Regions from separate parts of the Sus scrofa genome. Here region 2 is linked to region 1. The links are chromatin contacts, called in public Hi-C maps. All regions are on one chromosome and are shown on one strand. The core of a region is the stretch at or near the end of the contact, and the rest is flanking DNA. Distances in the headings are between cores, read along the strand shown. Region 1 has its middle 30 kb from the start of CACNA2D1. Region 2 overlaps CACNA2D1 (calcium voltage-gated channel auxiliary subunit alpha2delta 1).

Region 1 (4,662 bases), core at 1,917-4,416:
CCCATCTAGACATCATCTTCCTTCCTTCCTTGTGTGCTTGGGATGGATCTCACAGACGTTTTCTCCAATAATCTTTCAGTCCTTTCCATGATCTGCTCAGGAAAGTGAGTTACTACAAGTATTTTTAGTTTCCTCTAATACCATCTTGATGCTTCTACAATTTTTTTCAAACTCATACAATCTCAGGGAGAGGGAGAAAACATTTTTCCCTTTTCTCTCTTAGAATTTCTCCATGCTTTCTAAAACATTTTCTTCTGCAGGGGGCAAGATTCACTTTCCTGAGGCTTCTTTATCTCACAACAGATCTGAGCACTCCAGCTGAGAGAGCAGAAATCTTAGCATGCTAAACAAAGTTCAAAGAATTTAGAAAATCCTTCTCTTTGTCAAAATCACCTGGAGTTTAAACAACTGTCTTGCTAGACAACTCCCCCAAACCCACTTTCATTTTTAAAAGCTGAACAGTTATTTTTTCTCTTTTGTTACCAGCCCTAATTCCTCCCCTTACATCCCCAACCCGACTAAATAGCTGATTGGAACATTACAGAGCACAGAAAGAGAAAAGCACCTTAATGTGTTTCAAAGGATTATTCTATCACATGTGTAACTGTATGAAAAATTTTAAATTCCTTTTACTATATTATAAGTTCCATCGGACATTGATTTCATTCCACTTTTATTCATTAATTTTAAAATATTTACTGAGATCCTCCTATGGTTAAAACACTATCCTGGGTTCTATATAAATAGGGATGAACAAGACAGAAGTTTTTCCTGGCATCACTGAGCAAAGTGCTAGGGTAAAAAAAAAATAAGGTAATGGGATTGGCTATCTGATACAGAAGTGAGGCTGCTTCCTGTCTCTGTCTCAAGTTACTGATTAAAAAAAAACAAACAAACAAACAAAAAACAAACAAAAAAAAAACACGCTAAAATTTTGGTCATTGAAGATATTTATTACGTCACATAATATGAAGTCAGGGGCTAGAAAAGTTCCAGGATGATTAATTCCAGAGCTCAGTTACCTCATCACTTATAGAAATTCTTTCTTCTTTGCCATTTTCAGCAAGTTGGCCAGTCATTTTTGCCTGGATATCCTCAGGATTCCAAAACATCTGAGAGTCTCAGACATCAGATATTCTGGGGTAGTAAAGTGGGCATTCTTTTCAAGAGATACAATTTTCTAGAACTGCAATGCCTCGGCCCCATTCAAAGCTTGCTGTGAATTGTTTGAGAGGTTCCTGCCTAAACTGATTGATTGGCATTTGTCTAAAGTAATCCTGACTGCCTTAAAATAACCCAGTCATGCCATTGGGGTGGAAAGGGTCTAGTTTCCCTTGAAGACTCTGTTCTAGCAGATGTGAAGATTCTGTTATCAAAGAAGAATAACTGTATAATAAGCAAGTAAGAGTATCTGCTATAGTGAATGGCTGGTTGGGAAGGAGTGGGAGCTCCAAGAAACCTGAGATGAAATTGAACTAAGACCTGACTGATGAGAAAGACACAGTCATGTACAAATCTGAGGGTAGAGTAGTCCAGGCAAAGTGAAGAACAAGTGAAATGGACCTAGATGGGGAAAAGTGTCATGTGCTTGAGGACCACATGAGAAACAGTGTGACCGAGTTAAGAGAACATGGGGGAGAGTGAACAAGAAGAGGACTAAGAAATGAGCAACAGGGTCTTGTAGGTCACCAGAAGGATTGGTTTTATTTCTATTGATAATTGGAAGTTATTGAGAGGTTTTTAAGCCTGGGAAAGTTGTAAGCCATTTTAAAATAGTCATTCTGGTTGCTATACATGAATGGATTATACTGAGGCAAGAGTAAAAGCATTTAAAAAGCTAATGTAATAGAACAAGTAAAAAATGATAATAGCTGGTATGATAACCTGTATTAAAGATGGTGAGAAGGAATGAGATGTCAGGTTTACTTTAGGAAAATGATGACATCACCTCCTAATGGACTGTTTACCAAGGACATGGAAAAGAGAGAAACCAAAATGACTTCCAAGTTTGAGGCCTGAGCAAATGAGTTGATATTTCTGGGGAATTCTTAGGGAGAAACTGGTCTTGTTGAGCTGGGCATAACTCTTTTGGATGTGTTGAGTTTGACATGCTGACTACATCCCAGTAGAAATTATAAATAGAGCATTGATATGTGAGCCTAGAGATCTGGACAGGGTTCTCAAAAGGAGATTTTAATTTGGAGACTGATGAGATCACCTAGAAAAAAGTTAGATAGAGAAGAGGGCTAACAACTTCATCCAAGGGCACACTAAATGTACAGTTTTGTTAGAAGAATAAAGTTTAGCAAAGTCACTTAGGGAGGAGCTACCAATAAGGTAAGAGAAAAATCAAGATGTGGCATCTTGGAAACCATAGAAAGAGGTGCTTCAGGACTGAGAGGTAGTCAACTTGGTCAGTGCTGTAGAATGTGCAGTCAAAGACTTTGTACTGACTCATGGTTGCCAGTTGTTGATTGTTCTTGACTTTGATAATAGCCTTTAACATAGTCAACTTTAGATCAAGAGTTGAGTTAAAATGATGTTCTGGAATAGCATTGAGAACTTTGTCTAGATACTCATGTTGCAACAGAAGAAAGGCTGGGGGAAAAATGTAATTGTAATGTATACATGTAAGGATAACCTGACCCCCTTGCTGTACAGTGGGAAAATATAAAAAAAAAATGATATTCTGATTTGTCTTATTTTCTATCTCACCATTGTCCCCAAGCCAATTATGATTGCCCTCTAAATGTAAACAGTTTTAGTGTAACAGAATAAAGATTTTTGATGTACATGGCCTAATGATTAGCCACTCTGATACAGCTTGATTTAATATATTGTTGGGAGTCATTTCCCACAGATCTCTTGGATTTCTGTCCATCCTGCCAGAAGTCAAATTGACAGTTGGTGACTGTCTTCCCAGGGATGTTTTGTGTGTAGAGGGAATAATCTTTAAAATTGAAGATAGTTTATCCCTTGGGAACAGAAAGCTGGTTCACTGGTATATGTAAATATATATAATGTCTCCTATTGAGGCAAAGGTCAGTCAGAGTTTCTGTGGTTTATTTTTTTGTCTTTTTAGGGCCACACTCATGACATATGGAAGTTACTGTTCTAGGGGTTGAATCAGAGTTGCAGCTGCTGGCCTGCACCATAGCCACAGGAATGTGGGACTCGAGCCACATCTGCAACTTATACCACAGCTCACAGCAAGGCCAGATACTTAACCCACTGAGCAATGCCAGGGATCAAACCTGCATCCTCATGGATACTAGTCGGGATTGTTACCCAGGGACATCTTAATGTCGATTTTAAAGGACCTGTTCCTTAAACTCAGAACATCTCTCCAATAATGTAACCCACTGTGTGTACATGTAACATCTGCCCCTCTTCAAGTCTCCCTGTCAGAATTGGGGCCCAGGTTTCAATGCTAATACTCTCATATCCATTCATACAAGGAATAAAGTCCTCTGTCTTTGAACTAGAAGTTTCATGTCTCTTGTTAGCAACCATGAAACTGTAGCAGGCCAACTTGTTCTTGCAAGTATGATAGTATTTCCAAACCTACTTCAGATGTATAGGTACTCTGGTGATCTAAGCAGATCTTAGAAACAATGATTTCTTTCTAGCTTTTAATATTTAGCCTCCAATAATTCTCTCATTACATAGAGTTTTTGCTCTATGACAACTTACAAAAACTGTACATTCAAGCCTTGATGAAAAGGCTATTTCCACTAGAAAAAGAGCTGTTAGTTGCAAACATTTGGTAAAATGAGGTATCTTGAACAGATGTGGGGTGTATAATATAATAGGATTTCTAAAACTTTCCATAGAGTCTACCAACTTTGGGAGTTTATATTCTACTTTTTTCCTTGAAATAGAAATGAAACTATGTTTTGAAATTGACACAGTTTCTGTGAAGAAGGAAAAAAAATTCTGCCATTCTGTTGTAACAAATATCCCTTCAATAATATATGGTGATTTATTTTATCCTTCCTCACATACTGAGGATAATAAATTACAGAACTAGAAGAACCTCAGAGAGCATAATTTCTAACTCTTACTTTTGGATATGAAGAAACAAAAACACAAGACATGCTAAAGAACTTCCTTTTGTTAGTTATAACAAAGGAATGAACTTAGACTTCTGATTGTCAGGTAATTTGCCCTTCCATAGTGCTTTATATACTTGTTCTCTGTTCCACCGTTAATTCCTTAGTGCCAAGAAGGAGCAATGTTTTGCAAAACAATGTATTCTGAAGAGGGAAATAATGCAGCAGGGAAGTGAGGGGGGAAAAAAAAAGGATGAGTTTATAGCTGAGGCTCCCCAGTCTCCTATGGTTTGCTATTGCCAGCAAGTTCTACTTAAAAAACAACCAACCAACCCAATCTGGAATTTCATAATTCTGCTTAAAAAAACACTATTGGCTAAGAGTTCACAGATCTTACAAGCACATCATCAACACATAAGAGACACTGGGCATTGTTACCAGCATGGCAACATCTATCTATTCCTTTAATTAGTTCCCTGGACTGTTTGGTTAAGAAAGCATATAAAATTTATGATTATTTAGGATAAAAACTTAGGTGCTTGATAAACAAAATTTTTTCCAACATGTTTTAAGGCATATATATATATAGACACAGAGTAAGAATGCTTTA
Region 2 (4,405 bases), core at 794-3,293, 210 kb before region 1:
CTAACTTAAATACATCATGAAATGATTACCACAATAAGTTGAGTGAACATCCATCATTTCATATAGATACAAAATTAGATAGAAAAAATATTTTCCTTCTGAGGAAAACTCTTAAAAGACATTCTTTTAATAGCAATGTTAATTATATTTATCAAATTGTATATTACATCCCTAGTACTTATTTATCTTGTAACTGAGAGTTTGTAACTTTTGACTGCCTCTCCCCTCCTCTGGAAACCACAAATCTGATCCCTTTTTTTATGGGTTGGTTTGTTCATTTTAAAGTATAAAGTGACCTAAAACACAGTTAGTTCTTATTACACAACACAGTAGTTTGATATTTCTATACATTTCAAAATATTCACAGGAAGTCTAATTATGATATGTCACCAAAGACATTACACAGTTATTAACTATATTCCCCACACTGTACATATCATACCCATGACTCATTTATTTTGCAACTGGAAGTTTGTACCTCTTAATATCATTCACATATTTATTTCTTCTCCTCCATCCCCTTCCCTCTGGCAACCACCTCTTTGTTTTCTCTATCTGTGACTCTGTTTCTGTTTTTTTGTTTTGTTGTTGTTGTTGTTGTTGTTGTTTGTTTTTTGTGTGTTTCTTTTTGTCTTTTTGCTATTTCTTGGGCCGCTCCCGTGGCATATGGAGGTTCCCAGGCTAGGGGTCTAATCGGAGCTGTAGCCACCGGCCTACGCCAGAGCCACAGCAACGCAGGATCCGAGCCACGTCTGCAACCTACACCACAGCTCACGGCAATGCCGGATCGTTAACCCACTGAGCAAGGGCAGGGATCGAACCCGCAACCTCATGGTTCCTAGTCGGATTCGTTAACCACTGTGCCACAACGGGAACTCCTATTTCTGTTTTGTTATGTTTGTTCATTTCTTTTGTTTTTGAGATTCCACATGTAAGTAAAATCACACAGTATTTACCTCTCTATCTGACTTATTCCATTCAGCCTAATCCCCTCTAGGTCTATTCTTGTCATTGCCAATGGCAAGATTTCATTATTTTTTTATGGCTGAGAAGTATTCCATTGGGTATATACATACTACATCTTTTTCCATTTTCCTATTGATGGGCCCTTCGGTCGCTTTCATATCTTTTCTACTGTAAATAACACTGCAGTGAACATAAGGGCGCATCCATCTTTTCTAATTATTGTTTTTGTTTTCTTCAGGTAAATTCCTAGGAATAGAATTACTCTATCATATAATAGTTCTATTTTTAATGTTTTGAGGAATCTCCATACTGTTTCCCACAGTGGCTGCACCAATTTACTTTCCCATGCTCCCTTTTCTCCACGTCACTTGTTATTTCTTGGCTTTTTAATAACAATCATTCTGACAGGTTTGAGGTGATAGCTCACTGTGGTTTTGATTTTCATTTCCCTAATGATTAGTGGCATGGAGTAAGCAGATTAGTTCTTAACAGAAAACTTTAAAGACCAAAGTCAGTAGACTTGAAAATGCCTAAGTGTCGTAAGGCTTTGCCATCTATTCTGTCTGTAGCTATTCTACGGTGAACACAAAGTACCTCCAAGGACCCAAAGCTCACAGACCCAGAACACTTTGACATATATTTCACTCTTTCTATAGCTTGACTTTTATAATCTGCTGTAGAAATATGATGTATAATTTTTAGACGTCCATTAGATATAGGCAATGAAGATCTATATAAAGTTTATTTAAGTGGAGGGAAAAAAAAAAAAAAAAAAGGCAAATTGAAGAAAGGTCTTCGGTAAGTCCAACATAGCTAAAGATCATCGTTAACAACCTCAGGGAAGGAGGCTATGAATCATTTTTACACTTGTCTGCCAGAAGTTGCCTATGAGAAGGACTGTGTCATAGTCTCTTTATAGCCTCAGGGTCCAGGAAATTAAAGGTACTTGAAGAATGAAGTTGAATAAATACCCTGCCAATTGTCAACAAGGGGCCAGAGGCCATGGGCCCATGGGTCCTTAACAGGGAAAGTTTTTGTTAATGAGAAGTTGTCTAGCCTCTGGCCTTAGCCCTTTCCAGTCTGCACTCCTGGAGTAAATATTTTTAAAAACCAACAGGATCCATTTAAAGTCCCTCTACAGTTGTGTGCCATTTGAAAAAAAAAAAAAAAAAAAAAAATTTTTAACATGATATTTTGCGTTACTACCAAAAAAAAAAAAAAAAAAAAAAAGAAGAAGAAAAAAACAATTTCTTCATACTACAGAGTTTCTCTACTCCCACCAAGTTACGTTCTTTTTGTTGGCAAACATGTTTTTCATTCATTATTCCATAGGTCAGGTAGTAGCAGTACCTCCTTATTTCTAGCCCAGCACAGGCAACCACTCCTTCCTCTGTGCTATCCAGGACCATGAATATAATTTTAAGAGCCGTGGTCTATACAAACCACATGCCTATACCTCCACTTGCCAGAATAGTCTCCATGTTCTTTTAGAGGAACAATCTAGGCTTTAGACAGATTTGTATCTTCAGGGCTATCACTCTGCCTGCCACTCTAGAGACATTCATTAAATGTTTGCTGACCAGAAATCTGTCTTTGCTCAACACCACACATGCAGTTGACTCTGATGGATCCGTCTCAGCAGATAGGCTAGATGTTGAGGACAATCATGGCAACTGAATTATTCTCAAAAGTCATTACAATACCCAACACAAAACTTATGTGCAACAAACTTTTTACTGAATGAAGCAAAAAAAAATATCATCACGTAGGTGAATGATGTATTAGGATAGACATTTTAAGGTAAGTAAAATATTACTAAATAATATATTCTTAGGAGGCTCCTTTTAATAATGGTAGGAACCAATACATTCGACTGATGAAAAGAGAACAGCAACCCAACAGAAGTGCTCGTAAGCTATGCTTATTTCTACAACAGTGTTAGTTAAATCCATCTCTTTTCTCCCTTCTCTAATTTCTTTGAGATCAAAAGAATTTAGAAATACTATTATATCAAGAAAGTAAAATACATTTAAGAGTAGACTGCTAGTAGAAACTAGATCTTATTGCCTCCAAGTACCAATAGGTTAGTCAAATGAAGCTATATGGGGGAAAATATGATAAATTAAGAGTATGTTCTAAAAAAAAGATCAAGTGTATATGAATACAAAATAAGGGAAGTAAAATTTTAGCTCCACTGAGTCATGATTCAATAGACTAATACATTTCAAGTATTTATAGGCCCATCTCCTTAAAACAAAACAAAACAAAACAAAATAAACACAAAAGGCACTGCTATAGTGATGCCTCCTTTGTTTCCTTCACTTTTCTCTTCATTAGTAATTAAAGCAGCAGAAGCTAAAAATAATTAGTTATCTAGTATATACCTTTCAGTCAATGTATTTTGTTCAGGGAACATTTATGTAGCTACAAAGTATTTCACTGAAAATAATAATACTTGTAATATCCATCAAAAACAATATTGTTAAAGTTAGTGCCAGAGTTTTCCATAGGGAAAAATAAGTCTAAATCATTTGCCTCTTTTTTTTTTTTTTTTTTTTTTTTTTTTGGTCTTTTGTCCTTTTTAGGGATTCACCCGCGGCATATGAAGGTTCCCAGGCTAGGGGTCTAATCAGAGCTGTTTTTTCCGGCCTACGCCACAGCCACAGCAACACCAGATCCTTAACCCACTGAGCAAGGCCAGGGATCGAACCCGCAACCTCATGGTTCCTAGTCAGATTCATTTCCGCTGCACCACGACAGGAACTCCATTTGCCTCTTTTTAAATTATACTAGAAATGAACCAAATTTTCCTGCCACGTAAATTAGTTTGTCAAAAGCAGGAAGGTCCAATGCAATTATTTAGCCTATCCACAAGGTCTACTTTAACTTGTCTATGTGCTTATGATGTATACACACACACACACACTACCATGGACCAGTTTCCAATTTTTTAACATATTTACAAGATCTCAGCCACACTGCTTGTGTTCTTTTTATGGTTTCTGGCTAAAAGATAAAGATATTAATGTAAATAAGCAGTAACTAATGTGGGTGTTGCCTCCTTAGCTAAGAACTGTTATGTCAAAAAATGAAGATCTGACTGAGCAACAGACACAAACTACAATTTCAGACTCTCTGTGGAGCATATGGACTAAGAAAAGGATCCCCAGCTTTGGAGTCATATAGATTCAGGCTTAAATCCCATCCCTGGCACTCACCCACCAATTGTATCATTTGGGCAAATTAATTAATGTCTGTGAGCCCTTGCTACCTTCTCTATAAAACTGGAATAACATCACTGACTTCGTATGATTACTGTGGTTATTAAATCAAACGGAATCTCTAAAACATCAGGTTCTCAATATATGTTACATCCCTTCTTCTCCATCTCCTAATTTACTGTAAACTTCAAGATGATTCAAATTTCATTTCTGATCTA

The links. Hi-C and Micro-C count contacts between places; a contact is called where the count stands out from the background.
Region 2: a Hi-C map of skeletal muscle shows a contact between it and region 1, with 2.9 times the contacts expected there. The contact joins two enhancer-like sites. A contact is called at or near these places in 5 of 47 Hi-C or Micro-C datasets (embryonic fibroblasts, fetal heart ventricle, mesenteric adipose tissue and 1 more) and 1 of 2 datasets of contacts at active chromatin or transcription factors (skeletal muscle).

Annotation. Positions count from the first base shown.
Region 1 is chr9:97,749,450-97,754,111 of Sscrofa11.1, reverse strand. No RefSeq gene overlaps it. Among named protein-coding and RNA genes, the nearest start is that of CACNA2D1, 30 kb to the left of the region's middle. Within about 2 kb of position 3,166, at least 3 of the 83 cell types and tissues checked have an H3K27ac peak or open chromatin away from gene starts, as enhancers often do. A contact at or near this core is called in skeletal muscle, where this site is marked.
Region 2 is chr9:97,953,674-97,958,078 of Sscrofa11.1, reverse strand. All of the region lies in intron 3 of CACNA2D1 (calcium voltage-gated channel auxiliary subunit alpha2delta 1), which reads right to left. Among named protein-coding and RNA genes, the nearest start is that of CACNA2D1, 170 kb to the right of the region's middle. Within about 2 kb of position 2,043, at least 2 of the 83 cell types and tissues checked have an H3K27ac peak or open chromatin away from gene starts, as enhancers often do. A contact at or near this core is called in skeletal muscle, where this site is marked.